Regions from separate parts of the Sus scrofa genome. Here all the other regions are linked to region 1. A link is a contact called in public HiChIP or PLAC-seq data. All regions are on one chromosome and are shown on one strand. The core of a region is the stretch at or near the end of the contact, and the rest is flanking DNA. Distances in the headings are between cores, read along the strand shown. Region 1 overlaps ACSL3 (acyl-CoA synthetase long-chain family member 3). Region 2 overlaps MOGAT1 (2-acylglycerol O-acyltransferase 1). Region 3 overlaps MOGAT1 (2-acylglycerol O-acyltransferase 1).

The links. HiChIP or PLAC-seq counts read pairs in DNA pulled down with a chosen protein or histone mark.
Region 2: a contact with region 1 is called in an H3K27ac HiChIP or PLAC-seq map of skeletal muscle. The contact joins two enhancer-like sites. A contact is called at or near these places in 1 of 47 Hi-C or Micro-C datasets (psoas muscle) and 1 of 2 datasets of contacts at active chromatin or transcription factors (skeletal muscle).
Region 3: an H3K27ac HiChIP or PLAC-seq map of skeletal muscle shows a contact between it and region 1. The contact joins two enhancer-like sites. A contact is called at or near these places in 3 of 47 Hi-C or Micro-C datasets (psoas muscle and skeletal muscle) and 1 of 2 datasets of contacts at active chromatin or transcription factors (skeletal muscle).

Annotation. Positions count from the first base shown.
Region 1 is chr15:124,781,800-124,785,801 of Sscrofa11.1, forward strand. It overlaps ACSL3 (acyl-CoA synthetase long-chain family member 3), which reads left to right. Exons shown (of 16, transcript NM_001143698.1): 3 at 1,456-1,872. The coding sequence starts at 1,495. Among named protein-coding and RNA genes, the nearest start is that of ACSL3, 42 kb to the left of the region's middle. Within about 2 kb of position 1,697, at least 4 of the 83 cell types and tissues checked have an H3K27ac peak or open chromatin away from gene starts, as enhancers often do. A contact at or near this core is called in skeletal muscle, where this site is marked.
Region 2 is chr15:124,582,822-124,586,823 of Sscrofa11.1, forward strand. All of the region lies in intron 1 of MOGAT1 (2-acylglycerol O-acyltransferase 1), which reads left to right. It also overlaps the pseudogene LOC100523928. Among named protein-coding and RNA genes, the nearest start is that of MOGAT1, 16 kb to the left of the region's middle. Within about 2 kb of position 2,365, at least 5 of the 83 cell types and tissues checked have an H3K27ac peak or open chromatin away from gene starts, as enhancers often do. A contact at or near this core is called in skeletal muscle, where this site is marked.
Region 3 is chr15:124,604,852-124,608,853 of Sscrofa11.1, forward strand. MOGAT1 (2-acylglycerol O-acyltransferase 1) reads left to right here. Exons shown (of 8, transcript XM_003133676.4): 8 at 1-3,074. It also overlaps the pseudogene LOC100523928. Among named protein-coding and RNA genes, the nearest start is that of MOGAT1, 38 kb to the left of the region's middle. Within about 2 kb of position 1,845, at least 11 of the 83 cell types and tissues checked have an H3K27ac peak or open chromatin away from gene starts, as enhancers often do. A contact at or near this core is called in skeletal muscle, where this site is marked.

The DNA of each region.
Region 1 (4,002 bases), core at 447-2,946:
GCTCTAGGAGGTTTCTTCCTAGTGTCTCTTTCCCCGACTCCTCTGAACTTCTCTTGATATGTTCTTTTGTTTGTTTCTCTACTGGAACTGCCAGCCTCATCTTAGTCACCAGAAGTCTCCATTGTTTCCCAAAGTGCCATTAGGCTTGAATTTCTCCATTCTCAGTTCCAACTAAGGTTAGACCTCTTAGGGGTTGCTTAGGGGTTCTCTGTTCTTACAGCCTCCTTCTCTGGCCTGTGGAGAACATCTGAGTTGGGTCCTGGGTTGTGGATGTAGCCACAGGTCTCGGGAGCACCTCTCCCTGAATCTACCTTAGGAACCAAGGTGCCTAGTTTCTTGGCCTGCTGCATTTGTGATAGAGCTTCTGCCTGTGAGTGGGGACTGGTGGAAAGAAGGGATTCCTCAGGTATCTTGGCTATACTTTCCTGGAATAGAATTTCTATAGCATGGAGATAAAAAATGCTAGAAGTCATAGTCCTTCTATGGATTTGGAGCTGGGTGCAGTAGTCAGTAGTTTGCTTCAGTCTTGTTTCTTCAAAAATGCTGTTATTCCTTACTTACCATACAAAGGCTGTTTCCTCTGCCTAGTGCTCTTCTCCTGCACTCTCCCTCTTCCTCTAGGTCTCAGCTCATATCTCACTGGCCGGAGTGTCTCTCCAGCCCTGCCCAGTCACTTAGCATTTCCCTATGGTGTTTGTTTTCCCTGTAGAGTTTCTCACTGTGACATGCATATATGGATGGATTTGTCTGCCTCTCCCAAGGAAGGTATAGGTTGCGAGAGAGAAGAGACTGTGATAATCCCTGTACTTAGAGTACTGTCTTAACACATAGTAGATTCTCAGTACGTCTGACAAATGCATCGTGTAAAATGACCAAAGTTACTACCTTCTTGCTTCAAAATTTAACCTGCCTGAATTGAAAAATATCTAGAATTACAATGGAAAGAGAATTTGTCTTGTTTGCCAACTCTAATTGCTCACCGCTTGAAGTAAAGAATGGGTTTTCCTGGAAAAGAAAGCAGTGCTGATTTAGCAGTGGCTGTGAGAGCCATGAGGGAGGAGAACGTGGCCTGTGTGCAAAGTGTTTGCCGTCCCCAATGGAATGGGACCCTGAAGGACAGGAAATGGGTGCGCGGTTGGTCTCCATCTGATGTAGGTCTTCTAGCTGCTTCCTCCTCACCGCTGGGAAGTATTTTTTGATACTGGGTGTTAGATTGGAAAAGCCACCTGTTTACAGAATGATGTGGAAACTTTTTGTGGAAATCCCATTGTTAATCAGGAGGGCACAAATGAGTGTCCTACAAATACAGGAGTGGCCAGGACATTGCTGGCGGCCAGTATACTAGCTGCTGCTTATTGGGAAACAATTGTCTGCCTATCTAATATAAAGACCTTTTCTTTTAAAGTTATTTAAGAATGGTTTTTGACTAATAAACTTTCTTTCTCTTCCTTCTAGATTCTTACAGAAATCTGTTAATTCTACTTTTTGAGCACTATGAATAACCACGTATCTTCAAAACCATCTACAATGAAGCTAAAACACACCATCAATCCCATTCTTTTGTATTTCATACATTTTATAATATCACTTTATACTATTTTAACATACATTCCATATTATTTTTTATCTGAGTCAAGGCAAGAAAAATCAAACCGCATTAAAGCAAAGCCTGTAAATTCAAAACCTGAGTCTGCATACAGATCTGTTAACAGCTTGGATGGTTTGGCTTCAGTATTATACCCTGGATGTGATACGCTAGATAAAGTTTTTATGCATGCAAAAAACAAATTCAAGGACAAGAGTCTTTTGGGAACACGTGAAGTTTTAAATGAGGAAGATGAAGTGCAGCCAAATGGAAAAATTTTTAAAAAGGTAACGTGATCTTTCATTGCCTTTGAGTTCCCTCTGAATAAAATGTATGCTTAGAAATGGTGGCAAAGGGCAAGCATGACCTGCTTCTTCTGGAATTTGCTGATGTAGGAGGAGAAACCGTAGAAGGAGACTAGGCTCTGCACTAACCTCTTTCTGTGACTCCAGCATGGATTTGTTCCAGATTTTACAGAGATACTGAGATCATCCTCTAGTGTGGGCTACTTCTGTACCTGACTGTGTTCCAGGACTTGGAATAGAATGTTTGGGCTCTTTGGCATTTGCAGCTATATTCCCTGGTAGATCTAGAAGCACACGTGTATGCTTGAGATTGCTGTGGGTTCTGGGGTGTGGCTTGCTTTTTCTGATTGTAATTTAGGTTCTGTTGGATGCTTACTATCTTGGTACTTTGGTTATGGCATATGCATGGTTTTTAAAGAACTTGTAAAAATAAATATATAAAAACTTGCCATTGTTGATTTGAAACAGAGGATAAGACATCCTTAGAGGAGGGGTAGCATAGTGGTTAAGAGCCTGGACTCTAGAAGCAGGCTATGGGTTTGAATCTTCGCTTTGCCACTTCCTAGCTGTGTGACTTTGGAAAAGCTACTTAACAAATTTGCCTCAGTTTCTTTATCTGTAACATGGAGGTAATGATCATTGCTGACACTTATTAGCATTCCTTATGAACCAGGCTGTTTTAAGAGCTTTACCTATTTCACCTTGTTTAAGATTTACAGTAGACCAGCCGGTTAGTGTTATTAGGACACCCCCCCCCACCCCAAGACGGTAACACGAGTGAGGCGCAGATAGAACATCTGACTTGCCCAAGGGCATTATAGCTGGCAGGTAGTGAAGCTGGGACTAGAACTCAGGGTTAAACTAATCCCAACTTGGAGTTGTTGAGAGGATTAATAGTGAGAGAGTATGTATGTGTATATTCTACACAAGTGTGTGTAGAATAATTTGTGGCATCTAGTATAGACGCTTTAGCTTTTATTATCTTGGGCGTTTAGTGGGCAGAGTCATATGAGTGAATATAAAGAGTTACATCATGGAGTCACGTAGCACTGTGAAGGATAAGTATAGAAATGGCATGAAAATGCTGTTCATGACCTTGGGTACATGCCTTTCTTATAAACTGTTCTTGAAGCTCTGCTTGGTGAAAATTGAAGATAAAGATTTTTTAGAGGTAGGTAGATCATCTGTGGTTAATTGATAATTTGGTTAGGTTTTAGGTTTAAACGTGTTCAGGCAAAGTTGTTTTTTCTTATCCTTTTTTTCCCCGACTACATCCTGACCCCAGTTGCCTTTTTCCTGTCAGTCATGAGGGAACTCTCACATCTTGGAGGAGAGTCCGGATAATTACAGCTATGGAGTGAAATGCTCAGATTCCTTTCTGTTACTGCAGGGCGAATGTGTGCGTGTGTGGTGGGGCGGTGAGTGTGAGGTTGTTTTAAATTAATGGTCTATAATTTAGCCACTTGCCATACAAATTCCAGTCACCATCTTCTAAACATAAAGCATATGGCAAGCAAGTTAATGTCAGTAACTCAGAAATTAAGAACATTATTTTAACTCTTGACAACAGAATCTGTATGTGTTCCTGACCTTCAACTAGAGGGATGCTTTAATCTTGTTTTACCGGTTCAGACATGAATAGTGCCCCCTTACATTACAGTCTGAAGATGATTTGAGTAAATTTTGTGGTCACTCTACTTGTAAGATGTGTTTCCTATTTCTTTTGCTGACTTAGTTTTGCCTCACTTACGTTATTTTTTTTTTTTTTTTTTGTCTTTTGCCCCTTCTAGGGCTGCTTCCCGTGGCATATGGAGGTTCCCAGGCTAGGGGTCTAATCGGAGCTGTAGATGGGCCTACACCAGAGCCACAGCAACGCGGGATCTGAGCCACATCTGCGACCTCTACACCACAGCTCACCGCAACGCCGGATCTTTAACCCACTGAGCAAGGTCAGGGATCGAACCTGCAACCTCATGGTTCCTAGTTGGATTCGTTAACTACTGCACCACGACGGGAATGCCAAATGATTTTTTTTTTTTTTCCTGTATTAACTTAAGATCTAGCTGGGGTTAGTTAATAGTGCATCCCGAGAAATGGAAGCCATGTAGTTAA
Region 2 (4,002 bases), core at 1,115-3,614, 200 kb before region 1:
TTTTAGTCCCCACGCCCTCCCTACCCCACAGCATATGGAAGTTCCCAGGCTAGGGGTCAAATTCAGCCATAGCAGTGTGGGATCTGAGCCACATCTGCAACCTATACCACAGCTCATGGCAATGCTGGATACCTTAACCCACTGAGCAAGGTCAGGGATCAAACCCGTGTCCTCATGGATACTCGTTGGGTTCATTACTGCTGAGCCACAACGGGAACTCCCTAGACAGTTTTTAAAAACATCAACATCAGTTTTGAGAGCTGCACAATGTTTTGGAGTACATTTTTATACCTTTCTCTTCTTGGCCTCCAGTTTAGAAGAATCATGTTGCTCCAAATTGCTTGGTGGGAAAAAGACAGAAAATAGAGGTGATCTCTAGTCCCCTGGTTTTTATAGTGTTTTCTGCATTCGATCCAATACAGGGTCAAGGGATTAAGAAACTATTTTGGTGTTGTTTATGGTATGAAATATAAAAGAATGTATGCAATGTGTGGAGTGGCGGTTTAAAATAGAACAGCTCCTTTGGACATTAAGGTATTAATGTGTATCGGGTGGCAAAGATGTTTCTACTTAGTGATCCAGTGTTTACTGTCTGACGGATGTTAGAATGTGGAGAAACTTTATGCAAGAATACTTTTGAGAAAAGTTGCCCAAAAGTTCAAAAACAACAGAATTTGAATTAATACTGACAACCAATGGAATTTTGCTCAGTCATCAAAAGGAACATTTATGAGGAGGTTATAATGCCAGATTTATAATTCCAAGCAGCTAATGTGAGATTATCCTTAAGTGATCAGATACAGAGTAAAACAAATGTGTGATTAACCATGTTAAAGAAACATAACCTGTTTGATGGAAAAAAAGACCACAAGGGAAAATTTAATAGTAATTTTTCTAGGTTGAAAGAATGTGAGGGATGTTTTGTCTGCTGCTCCTTTTTTGCATTTGTCACGTGTGTCATAGTAAACACAGTTGTTCTAAAAATGGCTCCCATTTGTCAAGTGCTTGCTCTGTGCTGGGCACTATAGCATTTCTATGTTTATTCTCAGCAGTTCTTGGAGAGGGGTGTTGTTGCCCATTTCACAGGTAAAAGAACTGAGGCTCAATAAATAAAAGACCCCACTTGAGGTCAGATAGCTGGTTGGTGGCAGATTCCAAAATAAGGAGTCTAATTCCAGATCCACATCTTAGCCATTGTACATGCGAAACATATAACTAATGTTAGAGGTATGCTGTGTGTGTATTCAATTAGAGGAGGTGTAATTGGTTAGTGGAATTTTTTTTTTTTTTTTTTTTTGGTCTTTTTATTTTAGGCCTGCACCCACAGCATACGGAGGTTCTCAGGCTAGGGGTCCAATCGGAGCTGTAGCTGCTAGCCTACACCACAGCCACAGCAACTCGGGATCCGAGCTGCGTCTGTGACCTACATCATAGCTCATGGCAACGCCAGATCCTTAACCCACTAAGCAAGGCCAGGGATTGAACCTGCAACCTCATGGTTCCTAGTCAGGTTCATTTCCGCCATGCCACAATGGGGAACTCCAGTTAGTGGAATATTGAATTAGTACCTGGAGGACTTTGTTTCTGGACCTGCTCTTGATTTACTCTATGATGGAAATTAAGTCAATTTGCCTTCGGTCTTTGTTCCTGTTTTTTTTTTTTGTTTTTTTTTCTTGGCTGTGCCCATAGCATATAAAAGTTCCTAGGCCAGGGATTGAACCTGAGCCACAGCAGTGACCTGAGCACAGCAGTGATAACCTCTGTGAATCACTGAGTAAGGATTCAGTAAGCTGAATCCTTAACCTCTAGGCCACCAGGGAACTCCAGTTTCTCCTTCTTTATAGTAAAGAAAACTTCCATGTGTCTGATTCTTTATGCTTGTGAACCTGCTTATGTACTTGTAAAAGACATGCACAAGTTTATGGTGTTATTATATTATTATGATATTATCTTCATTAGCTAGTTTTTTTTTTTTTTAAGTGCCTAGGGAGTTCTTGCTGGGGTGTAGAGAGTTAAATATCCAATTGCAGGGTCTCAGTTCACTACAGAGGCACAGGTTCAGTCTCTGGCCCAGTGATGTGGGTTAAAGGATCTGGCATTGCTGCAGCTGTGGCCTGGGTTACAGCTTCAGCTGGGATTCAGTCCCTGGCCTGGGAATGGCCATATACTGCAGGTGCAGCCACTTAAAAAAAAAAATGCCTGGATTTAAAGATTAGGCAGACCCAGGATGAAGTCCTTCAGACACTCAAAGTCCCTGAGCCCCAATTTCCACAACTACAAAGTGGGGACAGAAATGTGTGCCTTGAGGGTTGCAAGGAGGAGCAAATGAGGTTGCCTATGGGAGATGGTCACTACTCACTAGCTAGTCTCTCCCTCCCCTCCTGCATCATAGCTCACCTGAACTAGCTTGGAGTAGAGCATAATAATACCAATTTATGTGTCTTGCACATTTTATAAAATAAACAGAAAATTAATTAATGGTGCTACATTGTCAGCAAGAAAAACTTCATGCTGGAAAAGCAAAATAGAAAGATCTTGCAGGAACGAGGGCAGAGGACACTCTTTTGGCCTTGCTTATGGACTTGTGGAAGCTCTGTTGGCAGTTCCAGAATGCAACAAAACACCCCACTGAGCGGTGAAGGGCACACGCTTCCTTAACCTTTCACACACTTTTAAACTTTAACTCACCCTGGAGAGAGCAAGTCAGCCCTCTGATGGGACTCAATTCTGTATTTGGGCTAAATCCGCATTGGGAAATGTATTGATATATATATATTTCCAGAAATATAAACACATGTTCTGACTTTGCAAAAAAAATCTGTTTCTACATCTATACCTATAAAACAATAATAGATCAAGGAGCTCTTACTCTGGTGCCATGGTGGATCATTTGGGGACAAATCTCTTTTTTTCCTTTTTTTTTGCAGCATTCATTTTTGTTTTTTTAAAGTCTTATTGAAGTATAGTTGATTTATAAAGTTGTGATAATTTCTGCTGTACAGGAAAGTGATTCGGTTGTGCATATACACACACACATCTATTCTCTTTGGGGACAAAGCTCTTTTTAACAAAGCTGACAGAGAGTAGATAGGAGTTTGGGGCACTGGACTCAATATTTGATTAGGGACTACAGCACATAATGAAAAAGAAAGAGGCCATGACACCCCTTAAGGTAAGAGTAACAGCTGGCATTTATTGAGCACTTCCTACGTCAGGCTTTATGTCCTTGTGTCCCTCCCCATGAATATTTATTTCTTCTTATAAATATTTTTTAGTATGATACATAGCACAGCCATAAAAAGAAAATGTCTAGTTTAGTTTAATGTATTACTTTAAGGCACATATTCTTGTCACTACTTCCCAGGTCAGATTTTGTCAGTTCTTACTTCATGTATTTGAAGCTATGTCATTAGGTGTGTAAACAGTTAAGATTACTCTGTCATGATGAAATGTCACAAGGCGTAATAGACAAGCAAAGATGTTGAGTCCCTCCTATGCTATTTCTAACTCTGGTAATAGAGTTCCTGAAAAAGAAGTTTGTGAGTGGAATGTGCCTTCTTCATGGGCACATGAATAATGGTTGCTCAGGAATTCACTAGTGGCCTCATGGGTAAGGACTCAGCTTTATCACTGCAGTGGCTTGGGTTCAGTCCCTGGCCCAGGAACTTCTGGCTGCCGGTGGCGGGATCAGTGGCTCCCAATCAAAGTGAACTTGTAGTAGGAAGTCCTCCACATCCCTCCTGTCAGTGATGGTCCCTTCATGGGTCAAGTTGAGGAGGTGGTGCAGGGCCAGGGGCAGTGAGAAGGGACCTTGAATTTAGATGGCTCAACCACTTACATTCCATGTGGCTTGGCCAATGTCACTTTACCTCGCTAAGACACTGTTTCCCCTACTGTAAAAAGGACAGTAGGGGTGCTAGGGCTGCTTCTTTGATGATGTGGTTATATGAGGATTCAATTTAAAAATATTTTAGTGGAGTCCATGATACACTACTCGGCATA
Region 3 (4,002 bases), core at 595-3,094, 180 kb before region 1:
ACCCGAGGCATATGGTGGTTCCCAGGCTAGGGGTCTAATCAGAGCTACAGCTGCTGGCCTTCGCCAGAGCCACAGCAACTTGGGATCTGAACCGCATCTGCAACCTACACCACAGCTCATGGCAATGCCAGATCCTTAACCCACTGAGCGAGGCCAGGGATTGAACCCTCAAGCTCATGGTTCCTAGTTGGATTTGTTAACCACTGAGCCATGATGGGAACTCCCTAGAAGTCCTTTCATAAACTCAAAGCATCAGTTCCATATAGTCCTACAGGTTGCAAACGAATGTTCTGAATTTTTGCTGCAACATAAACGTGAGTCATGAATTGCATTTAGTAGTATATTTTGATGGAGCTCTCCATTTTAAAGGTTCTCTTCTAATCTGTAATTGCATATAAAATTTAAACAGTAAAACAATGACACCAAAACAACAACAAAAATAACCTCAGAACACCGGGAGAGAAGCTGGGCCGGGAGAGAAATTGTGCATTTATGCTGTCGGATTTGGACATTTCTTTCTCCTGTGTTTCCTTTGCACACTGGGTGCAGGCTGAGTCATTTCCTTTGTCTTGCAGCTAGAAATCTTGAAGTTGTCTCTACCCTGCCAGGTCTATTACACTCACAAGAAAGCTGCAGCTTTGGTGCTTGGGAAAGCCAGCCAGTTTCGCTCTGACCCACGGGGAACCAGGATGAGGGATGTTTTGTGATTTATACAAACTCTTCACCATGACCGTGAAAACAATCAAAGTCTGTCTACTTCAGGGACATCTGTGACTTTATTGTGAGTGTCGGGTTATGTGTAAAACCCCTACTTTCCTCAAGTTACACTTCTGTCCTGGGAAGCTCAGGAAGTGGAGTCTGGATTCATTGTCCTTATTTCCATAACTTTACCTTGATTCCAAACTACCTCACTGGTGCAGATCACCAAGTTTGTGATAAATACGAAAATAAGTGTGGGGTGTGTTAACCTCTGTCTTCTTTTCCTCTAAAATAAGAGACAGTATTGATGGGCTTTGTCATTTGGTTGGTTTTTGCCAACAGCCCAAGGTTGCTCGTTCTCACATTTGTTTTTAAAACTAAGTGATAAAATATCTATTTGTGGGGCTGGGAGAGTTCCTTCAAATAGAATTTGAGTATCTTTTTAGAGGAGAAAAACCAGGCACCTTCAAAACAACCAGCTAGTTACTCTGGTTTGTCTAGGGTAGCAAACACAGCAGCAGTTCTTGATGCTTGAAACAAAGGGATTTCTCTAATGCCTTATATTTTAGTTATTTTAATGGCTCCTTCCCAAACACCTTCAGCTTGGTGCCTTACTATCTTATATAAGAAGAAAGTTGATCTCAATCCATAGATCAGTCATGGGATGGTGAGTTCCTCCTGGCAGAATCGCTGTCTTGTGTGAGTTTTGATCCTGGCCCCGAGAGGATAGACTTTCATGCCTCTCCATGAATGCTTGTGGCACTAACCTGGCAGTTTGATGGACGGTGCCATGGAAGCCAAATTTGAGAGTCGGAAGGGATGTCATAGCCTGTCAGTTATTCCTTCTGCTGATGAAGCGGTTGAACCCCAGTGAGGTTTAATATGGATTGGAACTAACTTCGTGTTATAGATTAAACAGGAGGTCCTGCTCTCCCATGACTGTTGATTAATCAACCAACAATCCTCCTATAAAGCGAAAGTATCAAAAACAGAGTACAATAAAAAACAACACGTAAGGCAGCAAACTCTGTATTATTGAGATTGAGGCTATTTTTCTTTCTTGAGATCAGTACACGGCATTGTTGATTTTCCCTTATGCAAGAGCTATTTTGGGGATACAGCCTGGGCAAAGTCCAAGATTCCAACAACACGCTTAGCCACTGAAGCCTTATATATCAGAGCAGCAGGGTAGGGCAAGGTGCCTCCTGCCTAGGGAGAGTGACAGACCTTGCCAGAGTCTTTCCTCTCAGCTGTGTTGCTATCATTAATGTCACCAAAGTAACCCCACTACTCATACAAAGGTGCAAGCAGAGCTTCTGTCACCTATGGACAGCCCCAAGTCCAGAGACATTCTGGATCCAGCCTTATTTAGTTGCATTGTCATAGCTGCTTTAAAAAATTTTTTAAAATAGCTCTTAGATTCTGGTTAAGAATGATCTTAGGCTCTCTTGAGAATAAAGATAAATCTTCCTTTTGTTGTATTCCCAAGGAGTGTGTGTTTCTTTCCTATTCCATTTGCAGACCAACTTGGAGCCTGGTAGGATTTCTTCTTTTTTTGTTGTTGTTGTTGGTCTTTTTAGGGTCACACATGTAGCATATGGAAATTCCCAGGCTAGGGATCTAATTGGAGCTGCAGCTGCCTGCCTACACCACAGCCACAGCAATGCTGGATCCAAGTCGCATCTGCAACATACTACAGCTCATGGTGAAGCTGGATCCTTAACCCACTGAAGGAGACCAGGGATCGAACCTACATCCTCATGGATGGGTTCATTACTGCTGAACCATGACAGGAACTCCTCTGGTTGGATTTTAAACCCTCTTTTATGGGTTGACACGACCAGAGAAAACTCCAGCCTTTTCTACTTCTCAGGCTTCTGTGTTCAAATCATCCTTCAGCCTCTGGACTTGCCCTAACTGGCCCAGTGACCTGGACCCAGGGGCTTCCTACGTAAATAGAGTTAGGAGTGAACCGTCTCCAAGATTTCTTCTGGCTCTGTCTCTATGGTCACTGCCTGGCTTTTTCTGCCATGGTAATGACATCTGGCTGGAGATTTATCTGGTGACTTTTCCTTTTCCTGTACCCTCCTCACTCGTGTTCCTCCAAGACATGCAGTGAGTTCAAATGATTATCTGACTTTCTTGGTATTTTTCTAAGGAAATAACTTACATCTCTAAGTAAAAATAGAAAATTCTCCAAGAGCCTGCCTCCTTTATAGTATTCAAAACTAAGGAATAACCGTTTGATACTTGTTAACCTCTTTGTAGGAGATGGTGGTGAAGTTTTCTGTTTTCTATATTGTATGTGTGGCTGTGCACTTTTTGAAAGCTCTCGGTTTGTAAAGTTTTGACCAATAAATGTGTTCTGCGCCCAAGTTATCAATGCGTGGGTGTGATATTTCACCCTGGATCAAATGATTTTCCTTTTCCGATACCTTGACAAGGCTGAATTAACTTGGACTTGGGGGTCAATACAAACAAGAGAATTGCAGCCAAACCGTGAGCATCGCCGATTCTCATACTGAAGGGTCAAACCTTTAAATTCACTTGATGGGGTAAAAGAGCAGAAAGCAGGGGCAGGGCTGACAGGAAAGTGTAGGTGTGCAGGGTGAAGCAAGGACAGAGGACAGGAAGAGGCAAGAAGTCAGGAAGTTGCTGTCATCGCATGTGGTTGGAGTTGGTGTGAAACCTCTCAAATCCAGGAATATTCAAACACTGATCAAAAAAATCTCCAGATTCCTCACCAAGGGAATCCCTGCTAGTGGGTACGGGGTTTCTTTTGTGATGAGGCCTATGTTCTTAAATTGGCTTGTGGCGGAAGTTCTTATGGTGGCTCAGCGGTTAACAAATCCGTCTAGGAACGATGCGGTGGCAGGTGTGATCCCTGCCCTCGCTCAGTGGGTTAAGGATCGGCATTGCCCTGAGCTGTGGTGTAGGTCACAGTGGCGGCTCGGGTCCAGCATTGCTGTGGCTGTGGTGTAGGCCAGCAGCTGCTGCTCTGATTCAACTCCTAGCCTGGGAATCTCCACATGCCATGTGGATGTGGCCCTAAAAAAATAAAAGTAAAATTGGATTGTGGTGACTATAGTACAACTCTCTGAATATTTGAAAAACCCCCAAACTCTACATTTAGGGTGAGTTTTATGGTATGTGAATTATATCTCAATAAAAATGTTGTGGAGTTCCCATCGTGGTTCAGTGGGTAATGAATCCGACTATGAACTGTGAAGTTGTGGGTTCGATCCCTGGCCTCGCTCAGTGGGTTAAGGATCCAGCGTTGCCGTGAGCTGTGGTGAAGGTCAC